Regions from separate parts of the Mus musculus genome. Here region 1 is linked to region 2. The links are chromatin contacts, called in public HiChIP or PLAC-seq maps. All regions are on one chromosome and are shown on one strand. Each heading gives the region's core, a stretch centred on a gene start, on an enhancer-like site or on the middle of the called end of the contact. The rest is flanking DNA. Distances are from core to core; before and after follow the strand shown.

Evidence for each region. HiChIP or PLAC-seq counts read pairs in DNA pulled down with a chosen protein or histone mark.
Region 1: an H3K27ac HiChIP or PLAC-seq map of embryonic stem cells shows a contact between it and region 2, with 9 read pairs. The contact joins the enhancer-like site here to the promoter of Npepl1 in region 2. A contact is called at or near these places in 2 of 39 promoter capture datasets (the 3T3-L1 cell line and embryonic stem cells), 15 of 484 Hi-C or Micro-C datasets (the G1E-ER4 cell line, the N1E-115 cell line, embryonic stem cells and 3 more), 10 of 115 datasets of contacts at active chromatin or transcription factors (embryonic stem cells and stem cell-derived neural progenitor cells) and 1 of 9 other capture datasets (embryonic stem cells).

Annotation. Positions count from the first base shown.
Region 1 is chr2:174,255,176-174,261,972 of GRCm38.p6, forward strand. No RefSeq gene overlaps it. Among named protein-coding and RNA genes, the nearest start is that of Mir296, 8.6 kb to the right of the region's middle. Within about 2 kb of position 2,311, at least 10 of the 459 cell types and tissues checked have an H3K27ac peak or open chromatin away from gene starts, as enhancers often do. A contact at or near this core is called in embryonic stem cells, where this site is marked.
Region 2 is chr2:174,108,501-174,115,139 of GRCm38.p6, forward strand. It overlaps Npepl1 (aminopeptidase-like 1), which reads left to right and starts at 1,851. Exons shown (of 12, transcript NM_213733.2): 1 at 1,851-2,072; 2 at 2,577-2,762; 3 at 3,114-3,284; 4 at 5,397-5,486; 5 at 5,897-5,978. The coding sequence starts at 1,923.

The DNA of each region.
Region 1 (6,797 bases), core at 1,061-3,560, 150 kb after region 2:
TGGCCAGAAGCAGAAGGGGAGCTCATCCAAGAAGGCTGGAGCCATTGAAAGCTCTGGGCACAGATGTCTGGTTGGTGGAATGTCCCCGTCCATCAGCAGGCATTGGAAGAAGGACCTGGCCATATCCTCCACAGCAATGGCTTCAGCCATCTTCTGCAGGGCCCTCCTGAGCCACCTCCTTCACCAAGCTCCCTTTTAGACTGAGGTAGGATTGGTCACATGATTGGAGAAAAGGGGTGCCCTGGACCTGCCTCCCTTTAATCCGTACCCCCTGGTTTCATATGTCAGCAGGCTCCAGCTCACATGACTGGGTTCACATAATTCCCAAAGCCCCACTCAAGATTAAAGAAAAAAGGAAAGAGCTGGTTCAGGAAACAGGCTGAGATGGCTCCTTAGCAGATCCCTGCCCCACCCCCACTTTTTCTGAGCCCAGAAACTTCAAATTCAGGCAAATACTAACAGCCCTCCTTCTGGCCACCTTCCCTTGGCCTCATTTCCATTAGCACAAGCCGTGCATCTTCCAAGGCCTGGGCTTGGGTAATTACGCTCTCATCAGTTCCTTTCACCTGCAACCTTCATTAGACACTGGTGTATAAAATGGCCATCTCTGTACACAGAGCCAACTGGGCAGAACTGGCCTCCCAGACCTCCACCCACGCCTGCTTCCTCCGTAGGGGTGGCTGGCAACAGTTCCTTGTTCTCCCTGAGTGCTGGAAGTGACTTAGAGTGGGGCAGGGGCTTTGAGCCCCCCGCAGACCCCTGTCTCTCAGTGTTCACCAACGCCCTCTGCAGACCCCTCCCACCAGTGCTCACCAGCGGGGGTCAGTGATTAGAGTCGACTATTGTTCTTTTCTTGGCGTGGAGGGGGCAGGGAGCTGTTGGGTAACTGCAGCATCTTCAGTCCCCGTGTCTTCCCAGTGCAGGTCCTGTCTCTGGGACAGACGGCCCAGGGAGTCAGTATACCAGCTGGCTCCCAATGCTGCCTTGGTCCATTCACCCAGTACCATGCATCAAATGCCTACGTGGTGGCAGTCACTGGTAAGGAGGAGTAGTTCAGCAGTGTCTCATCTCAGTCAATCCTACCAGGTAAAAAAAAACAGGACATGAGCAATATGTAACTGTCTTTAATCAGCAGGAACCGAAATTTCTCTTGGTTAGACTGGATGCACTTTGGTATGGGCAGACAACAAATCATAGCTGCTCAGCTGCTTGTGAACATACTATGGAGCCTTGGTGTTATAATAAAAAAATTAAAAAAGAGACAGAGAGAGGCAGAGAGGACAGGAGTGCCTGCTACAGATCCCAAGGCATGCTCAATACAGGATGTGATGCATCCCAGCCAGACCAACAAGGACAGGCAGGGTGGAGGCAAGTATCAGGCTGACTGAGGGGTAGGAGCTGGAATGGAGAAGGTGGAATTCACCAACATCTTCCTGGGGAGTACCCATCTACACCCAGGAGGCAAAGGTCTTGATGTTCCTGGAGACAAAGTCACTCCCTACAAGCAAACTTGGGCTAAAGCTAAATGCCTGGACCATGAAGGCAGAGACTCACTACCATGGACCTCTTCCCAGATTTCTTTGGTAGATCTGCCCTCTCCTCTGAGAGCTGAGGTGTTAAAATGCCCTACAGTTTGGATATGCCCCAGCCTCTCTCTAAGGAGCCTGGACTCAGAGCTAGCATCTATGGCTGTGTGCTCTGCACTCCCTTAGACTCCTGGCTTGCTGCATCTGCACCCCTGAGCAACGGTGGTTGCATCATCTTCCCATCATGCCTTGAAGGTGATCCTGCCTCTGGAATCAAATCTGGATTGGAGACCTGTCCCCAGTGGCCCCTATCTTTGTGACTGTGGCTCTAAGCAGAGACCTTTAAGAATGGTGGGGACAACAGTCGCCTACCATCCCAGTTAGGTGACAGCATCCTTCATTCAGACCACATCAAATGGCTTGGGGTCCCTGCATTAGCCAACAGGCAGATGTAGGACCCAAGCCTACTTGCATCTATCAGCACAATAGTCAAGATTATCTTTAAATCTCAGAAAGCCTGTCCCATTTGTGTCCTAGGAGGATCATGGACCAGCCAGAGCTGGCTTTCCCAGATCGCGTAGTCCATAGCTAATATGTTTGTTGGGAAGAAGGATAGGGCCAGCTTTCCAGTAGAGGAAAAAGTGCAAGCAGACAAATGTCTCACGATGGGTAGTTACTTAAGTGCATGTGTTAGGTAAAAGGAGTGGCTGGAAGACATCTCCTGGGTGACAGCAGACTCTGCAAATACTCAGCTGGAGCTCTCTTTGCCCCAGTTAGGAGAAGCCATTGTGCCTGCTCTGTGGGAAGCCTCCTGTGCCCTGCTGGGTGTTTCAAAGGCCACTAGCATTGAGGAACCCACAAAGCCAGAATCAGCATCGCCTTCTCAAGTGTTAACTGGTTCTTAGACCACAGATCTTTAGGTAGAGGACTTTGTTCCCTAACCTGTCTCTGATGGTCTCTCTGATATCCCCAAGAAAGGATCTCAGGCAAGTGTGGCTCTAACCAAGCCCCCAGAGCTCATCAAGGCCTCCTTTCTCAGTTTTGGATGCACAGCACTTAAGGCGTAATTGGCATGACAGAACGGACAGTACATTCTAGAACGGAACACAAAATACACTTTAAAATGGAATAGCAACTGAAGGCCATCCCTGCTGTTCAGAGGTGGACAGGAAGCACAGAGCGTCTTGTACCTTGGGGAGGCTGTTTCCCCACATCTGATTTGCTGCTTGGCGAGTCGCTGAGAGCTTACTGAAAATGCGCATTATTTTCCTCTCTTCCCTTGATCATATTGATTCAGAGAGTCCGAAAGGACAGGACATTGAAAGCAATGTACATTTACTGGGAAAAATGGGGGCGGGAGGGTGAGGCGTGTAGAACCCTGAATTTCAGCCATTGCAGACCTAGTTAATATTTCCTTCATCTTGTTTTGTTCTCTCTTTATTTAAACACGTGATTTGAAAAGGAAATTTGACACTACCATTTTGAATGGAAAAATCTGAGTCATTTGCCACAAATAGGGAGTTCTCCATAGTAATAGTCTATAATGTGTTTATTAGCATAATAACACTCTAGTTCCCTAAACCTACTCCATTTCTCATTAGGAAGCAAGGGTTTGAAGGAACGGGGGCTTTGGAATATGTTTTGGTCTGTAACTAGATGACACCATATTCTTTGGAAGACCGGTCCCCCCCCCCGCCCCCCACCATCACAGAACATTAGCAAAACAAAGAATCCTTTCAAAACAATAGCAAAAAATGAACCAACCATTCTGGGAGCTGAAGCCAGGCCCAGGTTTCCCAGGAGACAAGGATGCTTGAGTTTGTGGCTCATCATTCACACCTTAGTTGTTTTCATAATAAATTAGTGCCGGGTGTTTTCAGCTAGCTTGTTTTGTTTTTTAAAGAAATTAAAATTTATACTTTGACTTTGTTTTGAGGATTTTACTTCTGGTTTAAAAAAAAAATCAACACACAAGGGAACAAGGGAGAAGGTTTGGTCAGTTAAGTGGTTGTCATGAAGCAGGAGGACCTGACTTCAGCCCCCACACAGCACCTATATAGGGAAGGATGAGATTCGGGTACAGGGATGGGCTCTGTAAGCACTGCTGGGGGAGGAAGGGACAAGAGGGTCCCTGAAGCTTGCTGGTCAGCCAGTCTATCCAAATCTGTGAGCTTCAGGTTGAATGAGAGACTCTTTTTGAAAAATTAAGGCAGAGGTCAATGAGGAAGACACACACATTGATCCCTAGCCTCCACACAAATGCACATACATGTGCACATGAGCCTATATGCACATGTGCACAATCCCCTCACACACACACACACACACACACAAACCAACATATGCAAAGGGCAGACTTGGAGGCGTTCCTGTAGCCTCTTTTACGGCCCTTCTGCTTAGACACACACAAGGGACACACAGCGGGTACACACAGCCACTGCATATGTGTGCATACGTGTGCTTCCCTCCTTTCTTATCACACGGCAGGCAGTACAAAGACTATTCTGTCCTTTGTTTCAACAATGCAATAAAAGGGAGGGCTGCCATCACTACCCGATGAGTTTTGAGGGCTTTTTTCCCCCCTCCTGGCCTGTGTCGTGACTCCATTGTGTGGAGGAGGGGCAAATGGGGTTATTGAACCAGCCCTTGCTGATGGTCTCCTTAGCAGCATTGTGATAAACAAACTTGGGTACCCATCGTCTGAGTGTCTATGGACAGTGGCTGAGTGAGTCCCAAGCCATGCAATCAGCATAAGCTTTAAAAGGTCATTTAGTGCTGGTTGGTGTCTGATGTCCCCATCCCTATGGGCTGGGGGGCTGTGGCAAGGAAGTTGAGGCTCAGAAAATTTCCCTTTTTATTTTCTCCATGTCAAGAAAGTGCTTCTTCTAGCTTCAGCTGTAGAAGGGGGAGAAAAAAAGATAATTCAATTTGAGCTGCGTACCCCCTGACTGGGTTCTGTATGAATTATGGATTTTTAAAAAGACAGGAAGGGAGGTGAGATATTGAATTTCCCAAACTGGTTTTATCTTACTCAATTTAAAGTTCATCTTCTTGTTCCGATTTAGGCTGTGGCGTGAAAAGTGGCCCCGCAGCATCTCTCCTGGTCTTCTCGCAATTAGTTGGTGGATGTGCGCAATCCTAGGAAACAAGGGGTTTGTTTTTCTGTGTTCAGTGGCTCCTGTCTATGGCTCCCATCGGCCCTGTCAGTGTTTGCAGGAATAACCAGAGTTCTAGACTTAGGCTTTGATGGGGCTTAACAGGGCTTTTCAGACCACCAAGAGGCTCACATTTGGGTGCAGGGCTGTTTCCAAGGGGGCAGACACAAATGGAAGATTTTTAAAGACAGAGAAACACAGGCAGTGACTCAGAAATGCAGCAAGCAGGATCCTGACATGGGGGACTGTCATCTTTATGAAGTCTTTTTTCTGAAACATCAGGCAGGCTGGAGCCGAGGGGTCTGTACCAGCTGTGACCTTGGGCGCCCCCACAGGACATTTGCCCTTAAATCTGGAGACATTTTAGGTTTCTCACTCTTGCTGGGGTGGATGGGGGTTGGGAGTGCTATTAGCATCTAATGGGAAGCCAGGCCAAGGACACTGCTAAGCATCTCACTAGCCCAGCAACGGTCTCTACAATTAAGAATGATCTCACCTAAATGGTCAGTGGCTCTCTGTATAGAAATCCAGCCCTAGCCCAATTCTGAGATAAAAATCAAAATTATGCAGGAACTGATAGCTACCTTGGAGCATTGGAAATATCTTCTCCACATTTCCTAAGGGCTGGGAGGATGCTGGGTGTATCCTGTGTCCGTCACTAGTCAGGTAGCTGGCACAGATGGACCCTCCCTGAGTCTCCCTGATTTCTATGCTACAAAGCACACACACAATTTCAGAGGGGAAATGCACGAGAGAGAGAGAGAGAGAGAGAGAGAGAGAGAGAGAGAGAGAGAGAGAGAGAGAGAGAGAGAGAAAGAGCTCAGAGAGCTTCCCAGGATAATGTTACTCCGTATTCCTATAGGCACTCACCCTCACCTTTTCGGTGCACACATTTTCCAGATAGCTGTTCCTGACAGCTAGTTAGTGAGGGGCCTGGGTCAGAATCGATAAGTCCTAAAGCCCTTTTTCATTTTTGCAAAATGAAAACAGCTCTTCTTTTTCTGATTATAAAAATGATACATGCACATTCTTTCTTTAAAAATTCCAACCGTACAGGAAACCATGAGAAAGAGACATGAAAAGAAATCTTCCTTACAGCAGGAGATAAACAAGTGGAGACATCTTGGTACTTATCTTGCTAGCTCTCTCTCTCTGTGTGGTGTGGGCTTGTATTTATTCTCCTGAAATCCTGGGTTGCCTGTGGGGCCAGAGGGGTCGGGAGGGGGTGGGGTGGTGACTCTGTTCTCAACAGTTGATGTGCCATGGCTGAGTAGTCCTTTAGGGTGTTTGTCCAGTCCTTTGCAAGATATTGAACAGTCTCCTTAACTCCTCCAGGGAACCAGGCTCAACTGTGACAACTAAAAGCTGTCTCTAGATATTGCCACACGTTCTTTGGGAAGAGCAAAATTACCCCAGAACCAGAAAAAGGTCTAAGTTCCAAGTTGTTGTTGTTGGGGTTATTTCGTTGTTGTTTTGTTTTGTTTTTTTCCTTTCTTCTTTTCAATTCTTTCAGACAGATGGAAGAGGCTAGCCTCAAACTCTGAATTTTGCCTGCATCTGCTTCCTAAGTGCTGGAATTAAGGGTGTGTGTATGCCTGCAAGTGCGTGCCCCACCATGCCCCCACTACCCTTTGCATTTCAATATGGAAGATTAGCCAAGAGCTTTAAGTACATTGTCTTTCCTCAGCCTCAGTTTCCAGCCCTACAAAGGGGGAAGGAGACTGATCAAAGAATGCCTGCCTGTACAATAGACTGCTGATAGCATCCCAGGATGCTTTGTGGGGGTGGGGGCAGGGGTGGGGAAGGGAAGGGAGGAGAAAGCCTTAGGGTGTTTCAACCTTTCAGCCCAGGTCAGTGAGGAGTGCTGGGCTGTTTGAGGTTTGGTTTTAATTGAATTCTTTGGGAAACAGAAGTAAAGAAAGTCTGCTTTAATCCTGTAGGCTAAGATTGGGATGGAGGTAGAGGGGGAGATTGTTTGTTTGTTTGTTTTTTGTTTTGTTTTTATTCCATATAAACCTTGCCATCTTTTGAGCTTCAGATATTTTAGAACAGGGGTGAAAAAAAAAAGAGAGACAAATTCGTGAGACCTGTTGGAGAGCTGAAAAACAACAGGGGA
Region 2 (6,639 bases), core at 601-3,100:
CCCATGCGGGAAGTGGGAGTTGAACTCAGATGACAAATGCCTTTATCCATAGAGACATCTGAAAGGCCCCGCCTCGTTTTTTGAGACAGCCTCTCTCGCCGAACCTGAAGCTAACCAACTGGGTAAGAATGGCTGATCATGGAGCTCCAGGGACGATTGTCCCCACCCCCCAGTGCTAGGATACAGCCCATCTTTTTATAGGTGCTGGGATCTTCAGGCCTGTACAGCAAATATTTTACCTCCCAAGTCATCTCCCCAAGCCCCCCAACATACTCTGTGGTCTGTAGCATACGCAGAGACCTGCGCACCTGCAGCTCCAGCTCCTGCTCTCATAGGCTGCAGGCTATGTCATGCTCACTCCTGCCCCACCTCCCAGCGTCATTCCTTCAGATGACATCTTGCTGTGGACTGGCCTGGGGACTGGGGACATAGTACTTCTCCCACAGGGATCAGCTTAAGCCTGCCACCCTCTAGGAAAATTGCAAGTTGTCTCGGCCCCTCCTGAGTGCCTTGTGCCTCACACTGTATTTGCAAACACCAGAGAATCGGGATAGAACACTTAGTACCCTTTACAAAATGTGTGAAAACATGCAGTTGCTGTAAAAACTCTTTTTCGAGAAAATAAGATCCAATTAGTGTTGACTTCTGCGTCAGGAAAGCCAGAGTTTCAAAGGAATCCCCTCTGCTCATTCAGCTACTGCCGTCTTCAGGGCTGGCCTGCTCTGGGCTGTTTGATGGAACCTCCAAAGCTGAAGAAATCCATACCATAGATGGCTTGTAGGTGGGGACATAAGGTGGGTGGTGCCTGCAGGGTCAGTGGAATGGAGAGCTATGTGATGAAACTGGCTTTGGTAGGGTTTTTTTTTTTTTTTTAATGTTTTATTTAATTCATTCTCTCTCTCTCTCTCTCTCTCTCTCTCTCTCTCTCTCTCTCTCTCTCTCTCTGTGTGTGTGTGTGTGTGTGTGTGTTTAAGTCGGTGTGAGTGGGTACCTCTTAGTCAACCTCTTAGTCAATGGACACATTTTGGATACTGGTTTGCACCTTCCAGATACGGGACTAGAACTCTGGTCCTCAGGCGCTGCAATAAGTGTCTTTTCTCGCTCAGCCATCTTGTTTTGCTAGTTTTAAAGGCTGATAACAGAGAAGAAATGTAGATTAAAAGTGACATATAAGACTGGAGGTCACAGCCGGGCGTGGTGGCGCACCCCTTTAATCCCACTTGGGAGGCAGAGGCAGGAGAATTTCTAAGTTTGAGGCCAGCCTGGTCTACAGAGTGAGTTCCAGGACAGCCAGGGCTACACAGAGAAACCCTGTCTTGAAAAAAAAAAAAGGAAGAAGACTGGAGGTCACTGAGCTCTAGCCCCAGGCCTGGAGTTGTCAAAACCTGGGCAGTGTAGGGTAGCAGCTGACTCCTTTCAAATGACTTCCTATAAGCTCCCAACACTGCTGTCTTTTCCTCTCCAACACAGGTGACAAAGTGCAGAGGCAGCTTGCGCCCACTGCTGAATGGTGACCTTTCTGGCGAGCGTTAGGCCGAGGAGGCGGCCTACGCGGAATAAAGGGGGGATCCGAGTGCCTAATTGTCAGGCCACTGCAGTAGCCACGGCTGTCCCTGGCAAGTGAGGCTTCCTCGAGTCCAGGAACCTACTGCCAGCCGGGCCAGGGCAGTAGCCAGAGCTGGAGCGCTTCCAGGGGCTCGCGCGCCACTTGCCCCCCAACGGAGGCCCGGAAGGCGCAGTACGGCCCGCGCCCCGCCTCCGCCGGCGCCCCCTCGCGCCCCGGGTGGGCCCTGCAGGGCGGCGCGGCCCGGAGGCGGCGGGGAAGGCGGGGCGCCGAGGCCGGGCGGGCCGGGGCGGCGCCGAGCCGGGCCGGAGCAGGGCGCAGGGTGCTGGGCGGCCCGGCCGGGGTCGTGGGGGGGAAGATGGCGAGCGTGGGGCTGCAGTTCCAGGCCAGCGCCGGGGACGCGGACCCCCAGAGCCGGCCCCTGCTGCTGTTGGGCCAGCTGCAACACCTGCACCGCGTGCCCTGGAGCCACGTCCGCGGGAAGCTGCAGCCCCGGGTCACCGAGGAGGTGAGCGGGCCGCGGCCGCCATGCGCCTGCCAAGCCCAGGCCCTGGGCCACGGGCCCCGCCTCGCCCGCGCGCCCCGCCGGGCCCAGGGCGCAGGCCCGCGACAGGCCTAGCCGTCTGTCCCCAAGGCCCTGGCTGCAGCGAGGCCCGGCCTGTGTCGCCGGCCTGCCCGGGCCGAGCCACCTGCTTCCGCGCCTCTGGGCCGGGCCCTGCAGAAGGCCCAGTGGCGGCTTTCCGCGTGGCCTCTGGCCTCGAGACCCGCTTCCATGGCCACTAGCCAGGGCCCAGGAGCCGGGCCTCCAAGTGTTTGAAGCAGAGGGTCCCCAGACAGGCCTTGCCAGCGCGAGGCGCAGTCCCACGAGGGTGGTAGGGTACCAGAGAGCCACACATGCCTGGTGGCAGCGGCTAGGGTGCCTTAGACAAGCAGGCGTGGCCCGCAGGGCGCATCTAGCCACACAGCACACGTGTTGAAGCCCGGTCCGTCTCATATCTCCTTTCTAATCCAGCTCTGGCAGGCAGCTCTGGCCACGCTCAACCCCAACCCCACAGACAGCTGTCCTCTCTACCTGAACTGCGCCACAGTGGCAGCTCTGCCTTCTAGGGTGAGCCGGCATAACAGCCCGTCCGCAGCCCACTTCATCACCAGGCTCGTGAGAACCTGCCTGCCTCCTGGAACCCACCGGTGTATCCTGGTGAGTGCTGGGCCGGTGAGTGTACCCCAGCCCGTGGCCCACCTCAAGCACAGCAGGCTGGCCCGTGTGATCTCCCATTCTAACCCTTCAACCACCGAGTGATTTACACCGGATCGGTTTGCGTGACAAATCAGAGATGCCAGCCTAGATTTATTGAGGCCTGGGCTTATGTCTGTGCCCTGCTCATCTGTCTGGGAAAGAGTGGACAACATCTGGTGGCAGACATTTTTCTCACGCAGCCTCAGGTTACTGGGGGGGCACAGCCGTCTGGGTTTGTAGAGCTGCTATTGGGAGAGTCCTGGTGGTGTCCCTTTGTGGCTTCAGCCCCACCTTGCTTCTCTCTCACTACAGATGGTCTGCGAACAGACTGAGGTTTTTGCCTCTGCCTGTGCCTTGGCACGGGCCTTCCCACTCTTCACACACCGCTCAGGGGCATCCCGGCGCGCAGAGAAGAGGACAGTCATGGTGGAGTTCTTCCTGGTGGGACAAGACAATGGCCCAGTGGAAGTGTCCACCTTGCAAGTGGGTATCTAGAGGCAACATGCCTTCTGGGAGCACAGGTGGAGAGCTCTTCTCTTCTCTCCCCCTGGGAAGAGCTACAGTGCTTTTCGGGAATCCCAAAAAAGGGTCTTGGGTTGTATTTTCAGGTCTCCGTTTGGTGCAGCTGTGATTTGATTATGCATAGTTGTCCCCTTAAGTGGGGAGCACTTTTGTGTGTGACAGTGGGAGCACCTTTACGTGTTAGGTGGGGAGCACCTTTATGTGTTTCGTCTCACTGGAGCCTCAGAGGAAACTCAGGCAGGCTGAAAACCACTGCCAGCCTGTCAGGCAAGGGAGGTGCCTGACCTAGGTTGCCTTCCGTTGCCTTGACCCGGCTTCCACCCAGCAGCCAGAGGCCAACTTGTCCCTCCACTTTGGCTTCAGGAAGGCTGTTGCTTGAGCCTCAAGCAAGCACCCTACTTGAGGGCTTTGCCCTCTGTCTCCCTGATACAGTTAAAAGGGGGCGGTCCTCCATGTCTGCCATCTCGTGTCAGCTCTCTGTTTTTGAAAACAGTCTAGTTGCTTTGCTGGTTTTAACCCCCTTTCTCTTCCAACCCACCCAGGTCTAGTTTGGGCCCCTTCTCTTTTTCTGAGGGCCACGATGTGTCCGTCTCTCCTTGAAGCATACCCCCCAATTCTCAAGCCTCTTGTCCCAACTGCCCTCCACCCTCTTACTTTCTCTTTCCAAACTCTCTGGCCTTGGTGTCTCAACTCTGCAAAGTTTCCACTACTTGTGGCCTTCATCTGGCAGTGGGCACTGAAGACCATGTCTGCCTGCTAATTCTCGGGGGTCCCTTCTGGGCTTCCGCCTCACCTCCTGCCAGCCGCTCACGTCTGGGCACTCTGTGGTGATAAGTGCCTCCTCTTTTTCCTCACCAGGGTATCCCCCACGATGCCCACCCCTAGAGCTCTGTCTGGGTCCTGTAGACTTTTAATCAGTTGCTTTGTCCTTGTCTCTACTGACATCTCTCCCAGTTATCGGAGAGTCCATCACATTGCCTGCTGTGTAGCAAGCCTCACATAAACCCACGAGAAAGAAGTGAGTGGATATTTCTTCTCTTGTCAGTGAGACCGAGGTTGAAATGCTCTTCACTCTCATCCTTTGCTTAGTGAGAACTCGGTGGAGGGTCTGCGGGGTTAGACTGCCTCCCTTGAGGCCAGTCCTCGGCCCAACACACATCCCACGCAGGCCACCGGCTGCTGACAGGTGGCAGGGGCTCACAAGCACAGCTCATATCTGAGCTGTCAGCTCCCTGGTCTCTACGCAGAGCCTTCGAGGTTTAATTACCTGGGACAGGCAGCGGCTCTTGTGATGGTCAGACAGCGGGGGCGGTGGCCGGCTGGCAGAATCGACTTGCGCCTGCCCTCCTGACATACAAGTCCGGGGGAGGTGATGATGAACTGCAAGCTAAAGCCCCGCGCCCCCGCAAGCCCCTTAATATCTGTTTCTTCCGGCCAGTACAGAGGCACTGACGTAGTCAGTTATCCCTGGCTTCTGAGACTTTGGGCACATGATGGGATTAAATGGAGGTGGAGGTCTGCTCAAGTCAGCTATGAGGAAGGCCCTGTGGCAGAGAAAGATGGACAGGCAGGAGTCTAGGTCTGGGGTGGCTCTGCAGAGACCTGGAGCCACCTGTCTCTGGGTACATCTAGCATCTACAGACCCAATTGGGCTGTCCCCAAGTTGTCCTTACTACAGAGCTAGGAGTCTGGTGGGGTCTGTTGTCTCAAGCTCCTTTCCTCTCCTGGGTCCCCTGAGGCTAATGAGCTCTCTAAGACAGAACATGGTCCCATTCCTTCTACAGCAATGCCCTAGTAGACCATTCAGTGACCAGGAGGACAGGGTGACAGGCCTCTGTTCCTCCAGAGGGCTCATGGAAAGCAACCTTCTCAACATTGTAGGGTGATGTTTTGAGGGATTCTCAAAGCACCTGCTCCTTCCATACCCATACCTGTGAACCGCCTGAAGCATTCTTCTAGAGTGTTAGATCTTTGATGTCTGTGGTCCACAGGGAACTGGATGGGATGGGGCGAGAACATCCCTTCCCACCCTGCCCGTGGGCCCCAGCGATGAACTTGACTCTTCTTCCCTAGTGTTTAACCAATGCTACAGAAGGTGTCCGACTAGCAGCTCGCATTGTGGACACGCCGTGCAATGAGATGAACACAGACATCTTCCTTGAGGTTCGTGGTCTTATCCTGATAAGCTGAGGTGGGATAGTTTTCAGATCACAGTGACGGCAAGAAAGCCTTAAGTTTTTCGGTACCTTTTCTGGCCTGGAAGTCCCAAGGCTGTGTTCATCAAATCCTGGTGTCCGTTTTGCTCCAGAAGGTCAGCATCCTTAGCTGAGGACATGCATGGGTGGGATGGGTCCTCACTGAGACCAGCTGCAGGAAGCTGAGTTTGCAGGGCCAGACCCCCCCCACCCCCGCCCGGGCTTAATCATGGGAGGCACAGCCACTGGCCCCAAGGTAGTTCCTTTCCCACCATGAAGCCATGGATAGACTCATCTTTGGCGTGAAGCCCAGCCTCGCCTTGAGTCAAGCCTTTTTCACGTGTCTCGTGCTGTTGATTTTTCCATGAATCTGTCCAGGAGATTATCCAAGTTGGAAAGGAGCTGGGTATCACCCCCACCATCATCCGCGATGAGCAGCTAAAGACCAAAGGATTTGGAGGTGTGTAGAGCTTCCTCCCCACCACAGTTCTCACTGTCAGGAGAGGCTGGGGGAACCTGAGTGGCAGGGGTAGCATTGGGAGCATTTGGCACAGGGTCCTCAGTCTCCTCCTGCTGGGGATGTGAAGGGAATGGAATCAGCCTGGGTCCCAGGCCAAGACCAGAGCTTAGGAGACAGAGCATCCCTAGGGGAGGCAGGGGCAGCCTTCCAGGTTCTGCTGCTGATCCTGGGAGTCACTGGACCCACCTCCTTCCCATCTTCTGTCTCTGGCCTCCCATGCGCTTGCTCAGAGCCAGCTCAGTGAGGCCTTCCGTTCCTCGATTGCACATGTTCATGGCCACTTTCAGGGTCCCAGTGGATAGTGTTCTCATACCGAACATATTTCCTGTAAGTCAGGGGCTGTCCTGGCCTACATGTCTCTCGTAAAGCTACCTCCTTCTCTGATCTCTACATAACCAGGAATTAGAGGGGGAGGAAGCTGGGCTGTCTCAGGCGCTTTCTAGACAGAGCAGGCAAAGGTCACTGCCACAGTTTTCAGTGACTATGAAGTAAGTTCCTTCCAAGGTCCTGGGCTCAGGCAACAGCACCCTCCGCCTTACTGACTTGGGTTTTCACCTGCCACAGCAGTGTGAAGACTGGCGGAGGAAGCCTGTGTAGGCTG